Regions from separate parts of the Danio rerio genome. Here regions 2 and 3 are each linked to region 1. The links are chromatin contacts, called in public Micro-C maps. All regions are on one chromosome and are shown on one strand. The core of a region is the stretch at or near the end of the contact, and the rest is flanking DNA. Distances in the headings are between cores, read along the strand shown.

Region 1 (5,154 bases), core at 805-3,304:
GCGTTACATAAGCGCCACTTTTATCCTTCCACTCAGGTGAGTCAGAACATTTCACTCTCTGCATATCCCAACATATTTTCTCATATCTGTTCTCATTTTCTAAGCTCTGTATTTAAATCTGGCAGCTGGCTCGCTGCTGCTAAGTGTGAGTGTATGTATGTCTTACCTGTGTCAGAGTATGCAGGATACTAGGTTTGGCTTTCTCTGGGTCAGCCTCATCTCCACTCTCAAGTTTCCCCTTTTTACAGCTCTTGCAAAGCAGGGAGAGACCACATAGTGTCAACACTCCAGACACTGTGCCCAGCGTAGCCCCCAACAGCGCTGTCGCAGACACCAGCATTCCTGCCCAGGAACAGACAACCAAACACACACACACACACACCGAATGAAGAGAAGAGGAGAAAACAAGAGGAGCAAATCCACACTTCAGTGATGATGTGACTCCATGCTTGCAGAGGAGGAGAGAGGAGAGGAGACACATAGAGTGGCACGTGTGTAAGTGTGTGTGTGAAACCAACTCAGTCAGACAGAGCAGAAGGAATGAATAGAGAGAGAGAGAGAGAGAGAGAGAGAGAGAGAGAGATGGGGTAATGAAAGGGGAGGGGTTTGGATGGATGGCAACCCCTCCTCTATAAGAAGTCTGTGACTGCAGCCCACCTCCCTTCACCATCAAGTGGCTGAACGTCAGGCTTTACGTCAGAGCTACGCGGACTCACCTTCACACGCTGGGTGAGCTGTAGCAGAGCTTCAAATACACTTACAGTATTAAAGGATTCCTAAAATAATGAGGAATGAAGCGTGGGAATGTCACTCTTTTATTTAAAATGATCCAAAATCAATTTAATTGTATTCTAGCACGTTTCCTGAGAACTGAACCCATGGCCTTGATGTTGTTGGCTCCACATGCTACTTTTTGAGTTACAGAGTATGAAAAAAACTATTCTTAAGTTTTAAGAGAATATCACAGTGGCAAATTAATGTGACTTCCTTTTAAAAATCATAATAATTTCCTAAACCTTGCAGCAATATCTCTTCTCTGATAACAAGGGTGAAACAACCTGTCACTTACCGATCACAGCAATAGTAATTTAATGATCTAATCAGTTTCTAATCTCATTTTTACCAGTTCAATATGCCATTGACTCAGACTACAGTAGAGAAGAAAACTACTGCACAATTCTGTTTCATGCTGACTTTTAAAGATTGAGATAGATTTTTAGAAAATATGATGTTTAATATAATTACATGAGCCTACATTTTGAGATGATGTACTCTCGAGTGCAACTAGTGCTATAGCCTCTAAAATTAATGGTTTATTTCAAAGTGTCATATAGAAAAATATATAGAAACATTTGGGGTTTCCTTATTGAACATTTCTTAATAAAAGTATTTTCTAAAGAAACTTTTTACACTTTAAGAACCTTTGTTGAAATAAAAAGATTATGGTAAAGGTTTCAAGTGATAGGATAGCCAGCACCATAGGCTAGAAAATAATAATAGGCTTGGACATTAATGTTATTTAATCAGGCAAAAGGCCAGGTCTGCTCTTTAAGATATATTTAAGTTTGACATTCATTCCTTTAAAATAATGAAGCTGTAAATCAAATGCTTGTCATGAGGCTGCAACGTTTGATCGCTTTGACCTTGAGAACGCCAGAGAGAACATAGACCTGTGACGCCATCTTGAGGCTATAAAATAATAAAACCTAAACAGCCTTAAAAAATCACCTTAACAGAATCGTTTTAGTAGAACTACTAGGGCATTAACTTATGAAAAAGTAGTCTTAGGTAGTTTACTTACCCAATTTTTAAGGACAACCAAATTGCATGTTTTTCAATGCCACGTGGACTCTATTTGGACTGGCGTGGATTTCAGTAATTCTGTTCCTATACTTAACAGAATATTACACTCGAAAAGCTCTTTAGGTTTACAATTTACTATTACAACGCACCATTTTGAGGCATCATTGTAACAATAACTGTTCTTTAAACATGTAAAATTCTAATCACTACAAAACTACTTGTCACCACAGTCACAAGGTAATTGCTACACTGGAGGTGTGACCAGTGTTGGGGTAAGGTAGAAGTAACGCGAGTTACGTAGTATAATTCCTTTCTAAGTAACGAGTAAAGTAACGGACTACTTTTGAAAAAATAAGTAATAATATTTGAGTAACTTTTTCTAATTTAATGCAAGTCACTTTTTTAGTTTAATTAATTTTTAAACTTAAAAAAATGCTGAATTAAAATGAAAGTAGTCACAATTTATCACAGAGTTAATGAGAGAATGTCTTCATTATTTTGAACACATGGATGAAAAGGAAAAGGGAATTGTCTCAATGGACAGTGATTTAACTTACGACAAATAAAAGTAGCAAACATTGCTTTAAACTCAATAATCTGTATATGGTGTGTATAGATCTGGGCTCAGGAAGTTCTCAGATAACATTATCCTTAATGTGTTTTTAAAGATAATTGTGGGTGTAAGTTATACAGTGTGTTGTTAATTGCAAGTTCTGAAAGAAATTAAGCTTCAGCCATTTCAGAAAAAGTAAGGCAAAAGTAACTGAAAAGTAACGTAACACATACTTACCATAAAAAGTACACTAGTTACTTTTGGGGGGAGTAACTCAATATTGTAATGCATTACTTTTTAAAGTAACTTTCCCCAACACTAGATGTGACCTTTATTCTTAAGGAATTGTAAAAAAAAAAAAAAAAAAAAGATTTAAATGGATTCATCTCCTTAATTAAGTCAGCATAATATGATGGGTTGCATTCTCTAATGAAAATTGTCACTGGTGTTTCTCCTGCTGGTGTTACTTTTCTTCAGGGTAACACCACTGAAGAATTGTGTTTCTCACTGATGATTCATTGTGTCACTATAATGTTGGTGTGTTTTTCCCACATTAATAAAAATGCCTTGAGATGTGTAATAATTTAAAATATAACCACTTAATATCCATTGAATTTTGCTACAGTCAAGATTTCAGCTTTAAAGGATTGTACTTGTTTATTAAAGTTTTTAAAGTATTTTCATTATTATAACAAATATATAGGCCTAACTGCAGAAATGAACTAACAATGGTAAATAATAATGTTTTTTATTTAGTATTGCCAGAGAAGTAGGTAAATGACAAAAAATGTAAAATGGGGATCATTGATTCTGTCAAGACGTGCTTAGTTTTGCTGTAAATGTTTTTATTTATTCATTGTTGAATATTGTTCTGGGCTACATATTGCAGCTTTATATTGTTTATTAAAAAAGTCATTACAAAGTCAATTTTTAAACATCATTTACATAAATTATATATGTGTTAGCTACATTACTCTATTTGGTCGATCTTATAATTGGCAACAAGTTTTATTCATTTTTTATTAATACTTCTTCTATAAAAGTAATGAGAACAAAAATCGTAAACATTATCTCGATCTCATCTCCTCACTTGGTTAATCGTCAAGTTAAAGCAGGCGACATGTGCGCAGTATTTGATAACAGAACAGCGTGCGGACACGCCCTCTTGTCATCGCATCAAGGGGCGGAGTTTCGCTTCTGCATTCGCCACCAAGATGGCAACGTCCATAGCGCTCAGCTTGGATAACTTACCGTCTGATCCCTTACTTCTGGTGCTGTCATTCCTGGACTTCCGAGATCTTATCAGGTAGACATTACACTCGAGCCATACCGTTAGTCCGTGCAACAGCAAGCACGATTTAAGCAAGTTTCTTCCTTGAATGATCTTGAAGAATAATATCAGCTGCACAGTTAGCTTGCTAAGCTAATGGTATAGCAAATGATTTTACTCTAGCAAGTGCTTTTGATAGGCATATTCTACGGCGATATTCTCCGTTTTTAGTCACTATTAAAATACATCTATCACAGTATGAACTGTTACACCGGTCATCTCCTGCATCTTTTTCTTTAAAGATGAAAGTGCATGACTTTATGTAAGTTGACAGTAAGAATGCGATAGGAGACTGCACGGATGGACATCACTAAAGCTTTATTTCTCCTTCAACTGCAAGTTTACTGTATGTGCACTGATGGTTATGAAATTGAGGTAAAGCTGGTTTTATATTCGCACATTCAGAGACATGCTCCCTTTGAACAATTTTTTTCTGAAGTCGCAAGTATGGCTATTTAATTCACTGTTAAAAATGTTGTGCTTTGATAGTCATTGGTTGCTAATATGATTTCACTATTTATCATTGGCAAATAATACTTTTCTGAAATGATATTATTAGGGAGAAAGTCAGAATGTGCACATATAAAACTAACTTTACCTCAATGATTATAAGTTAGTGATTTTGATGCTAAATATTTTGATCTGAAAATTGAGCATTACGTGACGCTATTAAGGTAAAGTTGGTTTAATATGTGCACATTCTGACTTTCTCTTTAATAATATCATTTCAGAAAAGTATTATTTGCTAAATTCAAATAGTGTAAACATATTAGCAGCCAATGACTATCAAAGCACATCATTGCTTACAGTGAATTAATAAGTGCTAATATTGTTTTAAAGTAATACCTAAATGTGATTTCAAACCAAATATTCAAATTACCATGTCAAACAATAAAAGTAGCATGTCTCTGAACTAATGTGCAAATATAAAACCAACTTTACCTCAATCATGATGTTTGTCAGCTGGAAGCTGTGACAATAGAGTTGTCAAACTAGACAGCTGTCAAACTAGAGTTTCCTAAATACTTATAGGAGCTAGAGCTACCCTAAAGTCAGAAGCTTTACGCCATTTTAACGTTTACCACTTTGCAGTCTGAAGGGATTGAATGTTTGTCAAAGTTCTTCAGGAAGTTTTCTGTTCCATTTAAGTTATACACTCAACATTTCACCTATGTATATAATTCAGTAAATTAGACACAGATAATCCCTTAAATTATTAAAGAATTGCAAGTAAAGTTTAAACATCTACAACATTATTCAAAAATCTGCTTGAAGTTTAATATTATGATATTATTTTATGTTTTAACCCTGTATCGAGGGAGGACTCATGTATGGAAACTTCATTAACATTGTTTACAACATAATTAGCATTTTTTTCAAGTCATAAATATCTTGTAATAACCCCCTGTAACACCATTTCAGTGAGTGCCCTATAAAGGGGTTAATATGTTATTTGTTTCCCCTTATT
Region 2 (5,154 bases), core at 1,256-3,755, 110 kb before region 1:
AAAGAGGGAGAAAAGGATCGACTGAAGAGATGGAGTGCAGAACTGCGTCAGGAGAGAGAAACGCTAGAACACAGAGTCGGACAGCTCAGCAACTCCATAACGGTGAGAGAAGTTCATATCATCCACTATTCATCTGCGCAGTGAGTCATACCACTGAAATTACAAATGTAACTGTGCTGCATTAATCCGCCAGAGTTCATTTATTATCCCAGAAGGCCACTATTCCATAACTATATAATGATGAGATTTTGGTCATATGAGTCAGCAGTACTATGTCTTCTCTCCCTTCACAGAAATGTATGGACAGCAAGAATAACGTACTGGCCCAGCAGAGAGACATGGAGGATTCACTCGACAAAATAAGAGGCCTGGTGCATCTGATCAGAGGAATCCAGCTGTCTCCTTTCATCTTGGCTAATGGAGAAATGTCCCACATTGGAGCTTCCGAAGCCAGCAGCTCCACTACAGACACAAACAACAACACAAATACCACAACAAGCTCCTCGGGGGCTACGGTGATAGTCAGAACCCTCTCAAACACTAGCGAAACCTTAAACCAGACCGGCGTGAGTAATAACACGGAAGCTACAAGCGCAAAGTGCGACGAAGGCAGCGAGGAGAGCACACAAATCAACAGCACGGCCAGAATCAGGAGCGAACCCACAAATACAAACGCAGCAGCCTTCAGCAATAACAGCAGCAGCAACCTGGCGGTTCTCAGTTCCAACGGAACCGTATCCGCAGGGGAGGAGAACACGAAAAAACACAAAAACAACAGTGACCTCAGCGTCATCCCACAGGCCCTCCTCGGCCCCATCGTACCCCTCACAGAAGTGACGGAGGGCGTCAAATAGCGTCGAACGCAGTTGGGAGCCTAAAGCGTGCCAGTTAACAGTGTTGTTGTTTTGTGTCGTCGTTTCATCTCTTGTATCTATGAGGGAAAGAAAATCCATAGTGCCATTTACTACATGCAGGAAGAAGGTTCCTAAAGTACCAGCAATGTGTATGCTAACGTATGCACACGGAGAAGATTTCTACAAAGAATAATGATATAGAAAAGAGTAATAAAATTTAAAGATATCACACCATTGTGTGCCTGATACAGTTGCCATATAGCACCTCTGAGTGGGAAGGCTTCTGAAGGCTGGATCGGGTGAAGGTCTCGTCCTGCTAGATGAGTAGTGCAGCTTCCTATCAGGTTCCTGTAGCTCCGATCTAAGACAAACGATACGACGCGTCTGTTTTTGTCTGTGAAATGCAGCCGAGGTGCAGTCGTTTCGTCTAGTTTTCAGTTGTCACGTCTCCAGAGGAACATGGAGCGCAAAAACAGGTCTTTATCACACACACACACTGACAAGAAACACAGGTCTTCCAGGCGTTCTGCTGGAGGTTTAACTAGTATCATTTGCATTTGTCTATTTTGTGGTGTTTTTAAAGAAAAAAAAATCGAACATTTCTGTAAATATGTTTTGCTATTTTTTACACATGACCTTATTTATAATTTCCTTCTTATTAAAAAAATCCGTAGTTCTGTTCTGCCAAATAATCGATGCCACAGGGAACTGTTCTTTTACGTTACTCTGAACATTAAAATAGATATTTAAGAGTAGTAGAGTAGTATTCGTAGTGTCGGTCCTGAAGTGTCTGTGAGGTAAATTCTGACCATGCCTTATCTACTGAACAGATGTGATTTACTGAGAGCGCGGTTCTCTCTCATCCTTCTCCATTTCCACATTGATTTGATTATGTTTTTGTTTTTACCCAGACTGTAGCAGGGGTCTCATGCCTTGTCCAATGACTTACGAGGAATCATGCAGTCAGAAATATCCCATAAAACCGGTGTGCCAGTAACGTTATGCTTATGGGCCAATTTAAGGGCTTCTGTTCTGTATCGTTTTAACACACATGGAGTCACTTTACTAGGCGATAATAACACTGTTCTGAAAGCTGTCCAAAAGCACAACACAGCATGCCTAGTGCAACTACTCCACCATTGTTTCTTAGGAGCTTTGCTTCTTTTTTCTGTTTCACATTTTGCATTTCTCTATCATATCAGAGCTCTTTCTCACCACTGTGTGCTTTCCAGTGTGTGACTGAACATGAACAAGCACAGACAAACACGCCAGACCACTTCAAACACCAGAGATTCAGCCGCGGTAGCTTGAACACTGTATCATGTGCCAAGACGACACTGCTTTCATAGTGTTTAAATAAAAATAGAAAAGCACAAGAAATAATCCAGAAACACAGCGGTGTCAAACACACATGGGGTGCGTCGCTTTTGATAAAAGACAGAAATATCTCCAGTGTTTATATCTTCGTTTCAGGTTCGTGAGTGTTTTCGATCCTGAACATGCAGCTCTAGCCTGCAGTAGCCTCTGTGTATTGGTTGCCTTAAGTTCTATAGACTATGTTAGGCTGTTTCACCGTAGTGTTATGACTTGTCGGTGTCTTAGAGTGTGCTTTTTTTCTCCCCCCTTTTCGGAAACAGAACCTACTTTGTCATCCGGTGTGGTTGTGTTAGTGAGGACAGTATAGCGAATCCGACCACTACACGTTAGGAAAGTGCTTTCTGAAGTGCTTGCGTCTTCTGTCAAAACACAATATGAATTGCTGGTTTGTTTGTTCACCTTTCTAAGAACTTACTTTTGGTTAAATGATTCCATCCCAGGATGATGATCTGGGTATGTACCCCTCATTTTAATTTTATTCCATCTAGTATTCACATGTTTTGTCTGATGAAAAAATTATACTACAACATATTTTGTCACAATTGTGAAAATTCCAAAGTGACACGCAGGAAAGCTGCGTTCTGTTTGGTGGTTTATTGGTATGTCAGGTTTTCTTGTGCATTGAAAAAAAAAGAAGAAAGAAAAGGGAAAAGAGCCCTTACATAAACGCTCATCAGATGTGACATTTGCAAATGTCATCTCCCGTCTTTAGGGCCAAGAATCCTAAGGCCAGATGTGGCTAGTAGGACTGACAGTGCTTCTGTGACAGATGTTCTCTGATGAGATAGATGGGAATCTACTGTGTCTCCTCATTCATGTCCCTTACACACGAGAATTGGGTATAGTGTCCTGAAGTGTGCGAAATCTGATTGTCAGATGTTATAGTGTTTACTGAGAGCTCAGGCTTTTGTTCACGTTTTCAACGTACGCATAATTATGCTTATGAAGAGTCACATTCTTACACCTCATGCTGTTACCTCATTCAGGTTGATGAAACCCTCAAAAATAAAATCAAGGACGGATTATTGCGAGCTGAAAATATCAGTCTGTAATCTAAAGTCCTTAACTATAAATTGAGAACACATTTTACATCAATTTGTTGTATTAAAAGTGTCTAGATTCTTTCATAGTTTTTAAAAGGGATGTGTATTGCCGTTTCTGTTTCATTTTACTTTTATACATTTTGTATGTTTGTTTTTTTATTCTTATAATTAATCTTGTGTGTTGCCTGATGTCTGTTTACCTTTTCTCATAGAATTCAAATCCATGTGTAAGTTATTTGAATATATAACTTCATGAATTTTTTCTGTTGAGGACACTGGATATTACTGGAGCATTTGATCAATTTGTATTTATTTATTTTTACCATTTTTGCTAAATAAAATTGTAAATTAAATAGCCTGTTATTCCTCTGTAGATCAATTTCGCATTGATGTAATTAATAGATATGAACACTCATATCGATGGAATAGACTTTCTTATAACCCATTTGAAAACATTTACTTCAGAGTGAACTTTACACTCTTCCAGGACAGAGAACGTCTAAAAATGGCAGTCTATAATAAAAACAAAAACACCATATAATTTGTTCTGCTCCCACATGACATTTGAGTCCCAGAGAGGCACATATCAAAATGAAATTGGATCAAAAGAGCATCAAAATATCAAGTCACAAGACACAGATCATCTGCCACATGGTGCATCATCTGCCATTTTAAGCTTGACTTAATAATACTAGACAAGTTCAATTAATCAGAATGAACACGAAGCCCATAAATAGGCACGTATGACTTCTCACACATAAACTTACAGAAACAGAATGAATGTCACAGGACTCCACTTCAAAGCAGTGAAAGGGATGCAAAAAGAGATTAATGTTGAGTGTTTAAAATATATATTTTTTTTACATTTTAAAATACCAGTTTAAAGCTCAGAGGTTGACTGCTTCCATAATAGCATACTCTCACGAGTGAGTAGAAAGTAATTAGACTTTTCTGTATTTATGTGTGTAATGAGAATGCAAGCAGACCTACTACATATTCACCATTTTGCCATTATCATATTATGACCTATCTCTGCATCTTTGCTGACATTTACAAATCTCATGTGGCCTTATAAAATCGTGCACAGTACATTATAGGTCATACTTTTTCCTACATTTGATGAATATTGTACATGTATAGGCTACATTTTTCTTTTGTGACCGTTACTATGTAGTAACGAAGTATGTGAATTAGGAAAGCAGCCACTGACTCCCTACACCGTGTGAAGTTACATTGTTCTCCTCCGACATGTCAGCTTCTGGCTTTTTCTGTGGCGTATATTTAAAGTGGGACTACCTGGTTGTCCAGGCGTCTGTAAAGTCAGTCATTGTTGCTTCCACACACGGCGCCTTTTTGCTGTCTGTCAAAAATTCGTCACAAAAGGCACTTGTTCTCCTCGGAAATGTAGTCACGTCATGAAAACGGCAACATGTTGGGGCTTTCTGGTCACCACTGCATTGTTTTACTTCGAGTGAGTTTGTTTTTAAGCGCGTGCCTCATCTGCAGCATCCGCGAGCGCTTGTCCATAGCCAGCAGGTGGCGCTGAAACTCCTGACGCACTTCACGCACCAGCTGACCAAACGCAGCCTCCACAGACGAAGCGTCCTCTGCTACAGACAGCTCGAAAAAACTGCACCTGCATCACAGGTCATATCTTAAGCAGGGTCTGAAGGGGTTAACAAGCAAGGCTGGACGAATTACACATATCAAGCCTTTCAGTAAAAATACAGATGTTACTCAAGTGAAAGTGTTAAAGGGATAGTTCACCCCAAAATGAAAAGATGCTCACTTTTTGCTCAACCTCAACTGGTTCCAAACATTTATGAGTTTCCCATTTTCTGTTGAACACACTCACAAAATATATTTTGTAATATGTTAAA
Region 3 (5,154 bases), core at 1,087-3,586, 69 kb before region 1:
GTTCCCAGTACTGTCTCAGAGACGTAATCTTTTTTCCGCATGATTTACAGAGATCAACAAAAATGTCAAAGAGCTACAGAGACCTGGAAGGGACGTGATTGTGTGGGGGGAAACTGGGTGGAAGTGAATGCAGACATTTTAATATTTCAACGTGCTTTCAAGATTAAAAATATGGGAGAAATAAGGGAAAATACTTATTGATAGGATGATAGCGGGATAGAATGGTAAAATCGGGATAGAATAAAAACGGGAGGGTTGACATGTATGAAGTGAACAGTGTTTGTGGAAAAACTGTTTTGAACGGGAACACAAAAACTTTATATATATATATATATATATATATATATATATATATATATATATATATATATATATATTTTTTTTTTTTTTTTTTTTTTTTTCCTATCACTCGTTTTTTTTTTCTCTCATCAAATTTATTTTTCTTCCACCCATTTTTTCCCCACCATCACATCCCTTCTGGATCTCCATAAAGATCAAGAGAGGCATATTTAGAACAATAGTTATTTGATGACATAAGAAAATCCTTTGAAAGGGATAGTTCACACAAAAATGAATTTCTGTCATCATTTACTGGCCCTCTCATTGTTCAAAACTTGTTTGAGTTTCTTTCTTCTGTTGAACACAAAAGGAAAAAAATTCTAGAGAATGTTGGAAAAAACAGCCATTCACTTCTATTGAAATTTTTTTTTTTGCTCCTATTATGGATGTGAATGGCTGCTTTTCTTCCAGCATTATCTTGTTTTGTGTTCAACAGAAGATGGAAATTCATAAATAACTAAGTGTAAGTAAATGATGAGGTTTCATTTTTGGGTGAACTATCCCTTTAAGGATCACAGTGCGGCTTCAAAATGCTAGTTATTTTGTAGGTTCAGGTTTATTTTGATTCCCATTTCTCAACAAGGTTTAAAGTGTGAAATAATCTAAATAAAAGTCAAGAGTATTTTATTGTTTTATACACTTAAGCACAGAGAAATTGCGATAGAACAATTTTATCCAAATTTGGACATTTTTTCTTTCTCAAATGTTTTGTGAATAATTTAATTGGACACTTTATTTGGATTAATTTAATTCTCTCTATTTATTAATTGTTATTTGTAATTTTAATTTAAAACAGGAAGTCCTGGCTTTGAGCCATGTGATATTTCATTGTAAGATATGTATTTGCTCTCTGTTGACTGTCTTTCTGTAAATGTATTCCTGTTTTTATTTGTAAAATGTATGTGTCTATTTAAAACTTTCTAGAGCAGGGGTGTCCAAACTCAGTCCAGGAGGACCGGTGTCCTGCAGATTTTAGCTCCAACTTGCCTCAACACACTTGCAAGGATGTTTTGAGAAAGCCTAAGGCTGCGGTAACACCGTAGACTGGGTCACACTGGACTTTTCTCCCCATAGACTTCCATTCAGACGCATGTGAATAGGTCAGACTTGAAACGCAAGCTCGATCGCCAAATCGCAGTACTTGACTGCGTGAGACCAATCGAGGATCAAAACATGACTTCTCTGGACAGGAATTTAAAATATGGAGCAATCGCTCGCTTTTTTAAAAATGTCTAATCATTTTGTTTAATCCTGCCCCTTTTTTACAGCACCGTACTACAGAATTTCACACGCATAAACTCTAGTGCACAGGTGTCAAACTCAGTTCCAAAAGGGCCGCAGCTCTGCAGTTTAGTTCCAACCCTAATTAAACACACCTGATCAAACTAATTGAGTCCTTCAGGCTTGTTTGAAACCTACAGGTAAAGTGTGTTGAAGCAGGGTTGGAACTAATCTGTGCAGGGCTTCGGCCCTCCAGGAATTGAGTTTGACACCTCTGCTCTAGTGTGACTGCAAAGCTTGATTAGCCAGCCCAGGTGTGTCTTATTGGGATCGTAACTAAACTTTGCTTGACACCGGCACTCCATGATCAAGTTTGGGCACCCCTGTTCTAGAGAATGTTGGTAGCAATGATTGTTTCAAAAGAATACATTATCTAAAAGAAGTAAAAACAATCAAAGAGTGAATAGGGTATTTTTACTTGCTCACCACATGGTTTGTCCCAAAGCCAATAAAAAGACAAAGAGGGGGAAAAAAACGGTACACCATCTCTATCAATTTATTACTCTGAATTCACAACATGATATACAAAAGTACAGAGTTCAAAAGCACAGAATACATTTCAACAGCCAAAATGGAAGAAAAGAACCTTCACAAAAGAAGTAATGCAAAGTTCCACCTGGAAACCAGAAATGCACGTCTACAGCACAGGTAAACAGGTCGATGTTTGGATACGCACACAACAAAATGGCACAAAGTTCACAGATCTGTCCAGAGAAGGGGAATCAACAGCTAATATAGATCATCGCCAGTTCACTCCAGTAAGGCACACAGACACTTGGGTTTGAGGGAGCTTGTCTAAAACTATTTAAGCCACTGGTCCACATGTCAATGCTCAACGGATGGATTGACATGAACGGGACGTTTACAGTAAACAGTTACAATTCAAATATCAAGGCATATGACACACAACTCATTAGTGCTAAATTATCAGTACCCAAGTACCTGCTTTAAGGTTCTTTTGGACGTCAGACCCATGAAACAAGCCTCCTTTGTGCGAAATCCAGACCGTTTGTGTCCATTAATCATGGAATTCATGCGAAGGGAAATGTCGACCTTCACAAACAGAGCCCTGTGATAAAACTGCTTCTGTACTTGTGTTTTTTTAATTCATTTTTTTTTATGTACTCAAGACACTGGTAATAACTAATCGCACATTGATATGTTTCCTCACAGATAAAAGCACAATTTTACTAACAGGACAAAATGTCTTAAAAATTGTTCTTCACTATTATTATTTTTTTTATTTAGGTGACTCTTTTAATGCGCCCTTGCGTAATGGCACTGTCCCCGACAGGCAGTACGTCTTTTAGTTACAAATAAAATTGACCACACAAGCATTTAACAATATAGTCTTTGGCCAAAATAAATATGTCTGGGGCTATTAATACAACAGCAGTACTCAACAGACCACACATACACACAAAATACACACATTCAGAAAGAAGGGGGAATGTTGGCAGAGATATTTAGATATATTAGGCTTGTCACGATACTGAAATTCCGATACCAATAGGTACTAAAATTTTAAAAACGGGAACATTTGTCGAGCACCTTCTTAAACAGCGCTGATTTGCCATCATGTTCACGTGCTCAACAGAAATGACTGTGGTTGGCTATGAATGTCATCGGTTCACCGAACTCATGACTGTTTACTAAGCGCAACCACAGATACAGGGACACAGGAGTGTTTCAAAGTCACGTCGATCAGCTGGTTTGTCTATAAGTGAACATCACAGCTTTAAAATTTTCCAGTGTCCCTGTATCTGTGGTTACACACAGTAAACAGCAGTGAGTTCGGTGAACTGATGACCTTAACAGCCAATAACAGTCATTTCTGTTGTCATTAATGACATGAACACAACAAATTCAGCTGCGTTTAAAAATGGCTAAACAGCGCTTAAATGTTCGCTATAAATGGACGTCTGGAAAAATTTCAGCACCGATTAATGTCAAATTCCAGTATTGTGACAACCCTAATATATATATATATATATATATATATATATATATATATATATATATATATATATATTTATGATCAAAGATCAAAGAATTATAAATACCAGAGTGCTTCTTGCAATCTGATTCAGCATCAGGAAATGTTTGCTGGCCATAAAAGCATCTGCCCTGTTCCTGGAACCACTGAGCCATCAAAAAAAAAAGATGAAAGAGACTACAGGAAATAATAATAATAATAATATAATGATATGATCAAATAAATGAAAGCTCTTGGCGACAATACATAACATCGCATACTATATGACATAAGAAGCGTGTTTAAAATAAGTGTTTCAAGTTTGAGTAGTAGTGCTTTAAACTTGTCCATAGCTTTGTGCAAGCTATGGCTTACAAAACGTGTGCATTTAGTTGAAATCTGACTTTCTTGGATGAGCTACCACAAAAGAATGAAAAATAAAATCTCTTTGTTGGTTTATTGATCGGGTCTCTGCTAAAAGACCGTATAAAACTTGTGTGCCTGCGCAGTACCATTATGTCTGATAGCAGCTTCGTGAGAACAGGAGACGATTGTCGAAATTTGATCACAGCCTAAGTTTGAGTGAAAGCTTGACTGCTCTGTGCCCTTCAGGATCCTTTTTGTTTTGTTTTTTTTGCGTAGCTTCACCCAGTTAAAATACTCATGCTTTTGGCAATACTGAGGGAGACACAAAGGATGGGACACCGTAGCAAAACGGAGTGAAAACGTTCTCCTGCTCCTCACTGGATGAAGACGTCCTGATGAAGGTCGAGCAGGACGCGGGTGAAGTTGTTGATTGGTCCGATAGCGCTGAGGGTCATGGAAGCATCCTGCGCCCACAGCAAGTTGGGCCCAAACACAACGGCCAGGTTGGCATTGGTCATCTTATTGATTTCGCTCTCAGCAGATACCTGAAGATCCATGACAAAAACAACAAATACTGAAGTAGGAAAGAAACATGGAGCAAGCCTTTTAATAAATTCATGGTGTTCCCAAATAGTTAATGGCTATTTTAAAAAATTTGTGTGTCCTTTTCAGACTAATTATTTCTGAGGGGGATTTAAAGGGCACCTATGATGAAAATCATCTCTTGTAAGCTGTTTGGACAGAACTGTGTGTAGGTATAATGTGTCCACAGTCATATTGGACTGATATAAACACAAAAAAATCTCTATTTTAAATTTCCTGACATTAAAATAGGATCCAAATCCCTCCCATTTTGAGGCCCACAGCAATGTGATGTAGAAGTGCAGTTTTCCTTAACCACTGAACTGATTTGAAGGTGCCATGTTTCTATAATAACATGTATACACGTCCACAAAACTTTTTTTTTGCAAAAAAACTGGCATTAAAATATTTGTTGCAACTCTGTGATTTTTATCAGTTTTATAAGTTTAAAACGTTTTTAAAACAGCATGTATTTAATTTTTATCTGCTATAATCACCACAGCCCCATGGTGTCAGTAAACACGCATATAAATGTGTGTGTGTACTGTAAAATCTCTTTTTTGTGAGACTAATCATTTCAGAAAGGCTTGAATAAACGCCACCAAAAATAC

The links. A called contact is a pair of places that touch in the nucleus more often than the background predicts.
Region 2: a Micro-C map of caudal fin shows a contact between it and region 1, with 5 times the contacts expected there. The contact joins the enhancer-like site here to the promoter of syt13 in region 1. A contact is called at or near these places in 3 of 18 Hi-C or Micro-C datasets (caudal fin, hematopoietic stem cells and an unstated tissue).
Region 3: a contact with region 1 is called in a Micro-C map of caudal fin, with 2.8 times the contacts expected there. The contact joins the enhancer-like site here to the promoter of syt13 in region 1. A contact is called at or near these places in 2 of 18 Hi-C or Micro-C datasets (caudal fin and an unstated tissue).

Annotation. Positions count from the first base shown.
Region 1 is chr7:38,928,835-38,933,988 of GRCz12tu, reverse strand. It overlaps syt13 (synaptotagmin XIII), which reads right to left and starts at 2,054. Exons shown (of 8, transcript NM_001017652.1): 1 at 1,802-2,054; 2 at 717-776; 3 at 167-342. The coding sequence starts at 340. It overlaps fbxo3 (F-box protein 3), which reads left to right and starts at 3,553. Exons shown (of 11, transcript NR_144396.1): 1 at 3,553-3,662.
Region 2 is chr7:39,035,807-39,040,960 of GRCz12tu, reverse strand. It overlaps zgc:110699, which reads right to left. Exons shown (of 7, transcript NM_001020806.1): 7 at 1,731-4,910. The coding sequence ends at 4,721. phf21aa (PHD finger protein 21Aa) reads left to right here. Exons shown (of 15, transcript NM_001328015.1): 14 at 1-102; 15 at 294-3,627. The coding sequence ends at 854. Among named protein-coding and RNA genes, the nearest start is that of zgc:110699, 11 kb to the right of the region's middle. Within about 2 kb of position 2,505, at least 1 of the 62 cell types and tissues checked has an H3K27ac peak or open chromatin away from gene starts, as enhancers often do. A contact at or near this core is called in caudal fin, where this site is marked.
Region 3 is chr7:38,998,578-39,003,731 of GRCz12tu, reverse strand. It overlaps arhgap1 (Rho GTPase activating protein 1), which reads right to left. Exons shown (of 13, transcript NM_001017781.1): 13 at 4,224-4,506. The coding sequence ends at 4,336. si:dkey-23n7.10 reads left to right here. Exons shown (of 5, transcript XM_002662848.7): 5 at 1-310. Among named protein-coding and RNA genes, the nearest start is that of si:dkey-23n7.10, 7.3 kb to the left of the region's middle. Within about 2 kb of position 2,336, at least 3 of the 62 cell types and tissues checked have an H3K27ac peak or open chromatin away from gene starts, as enhancers often do.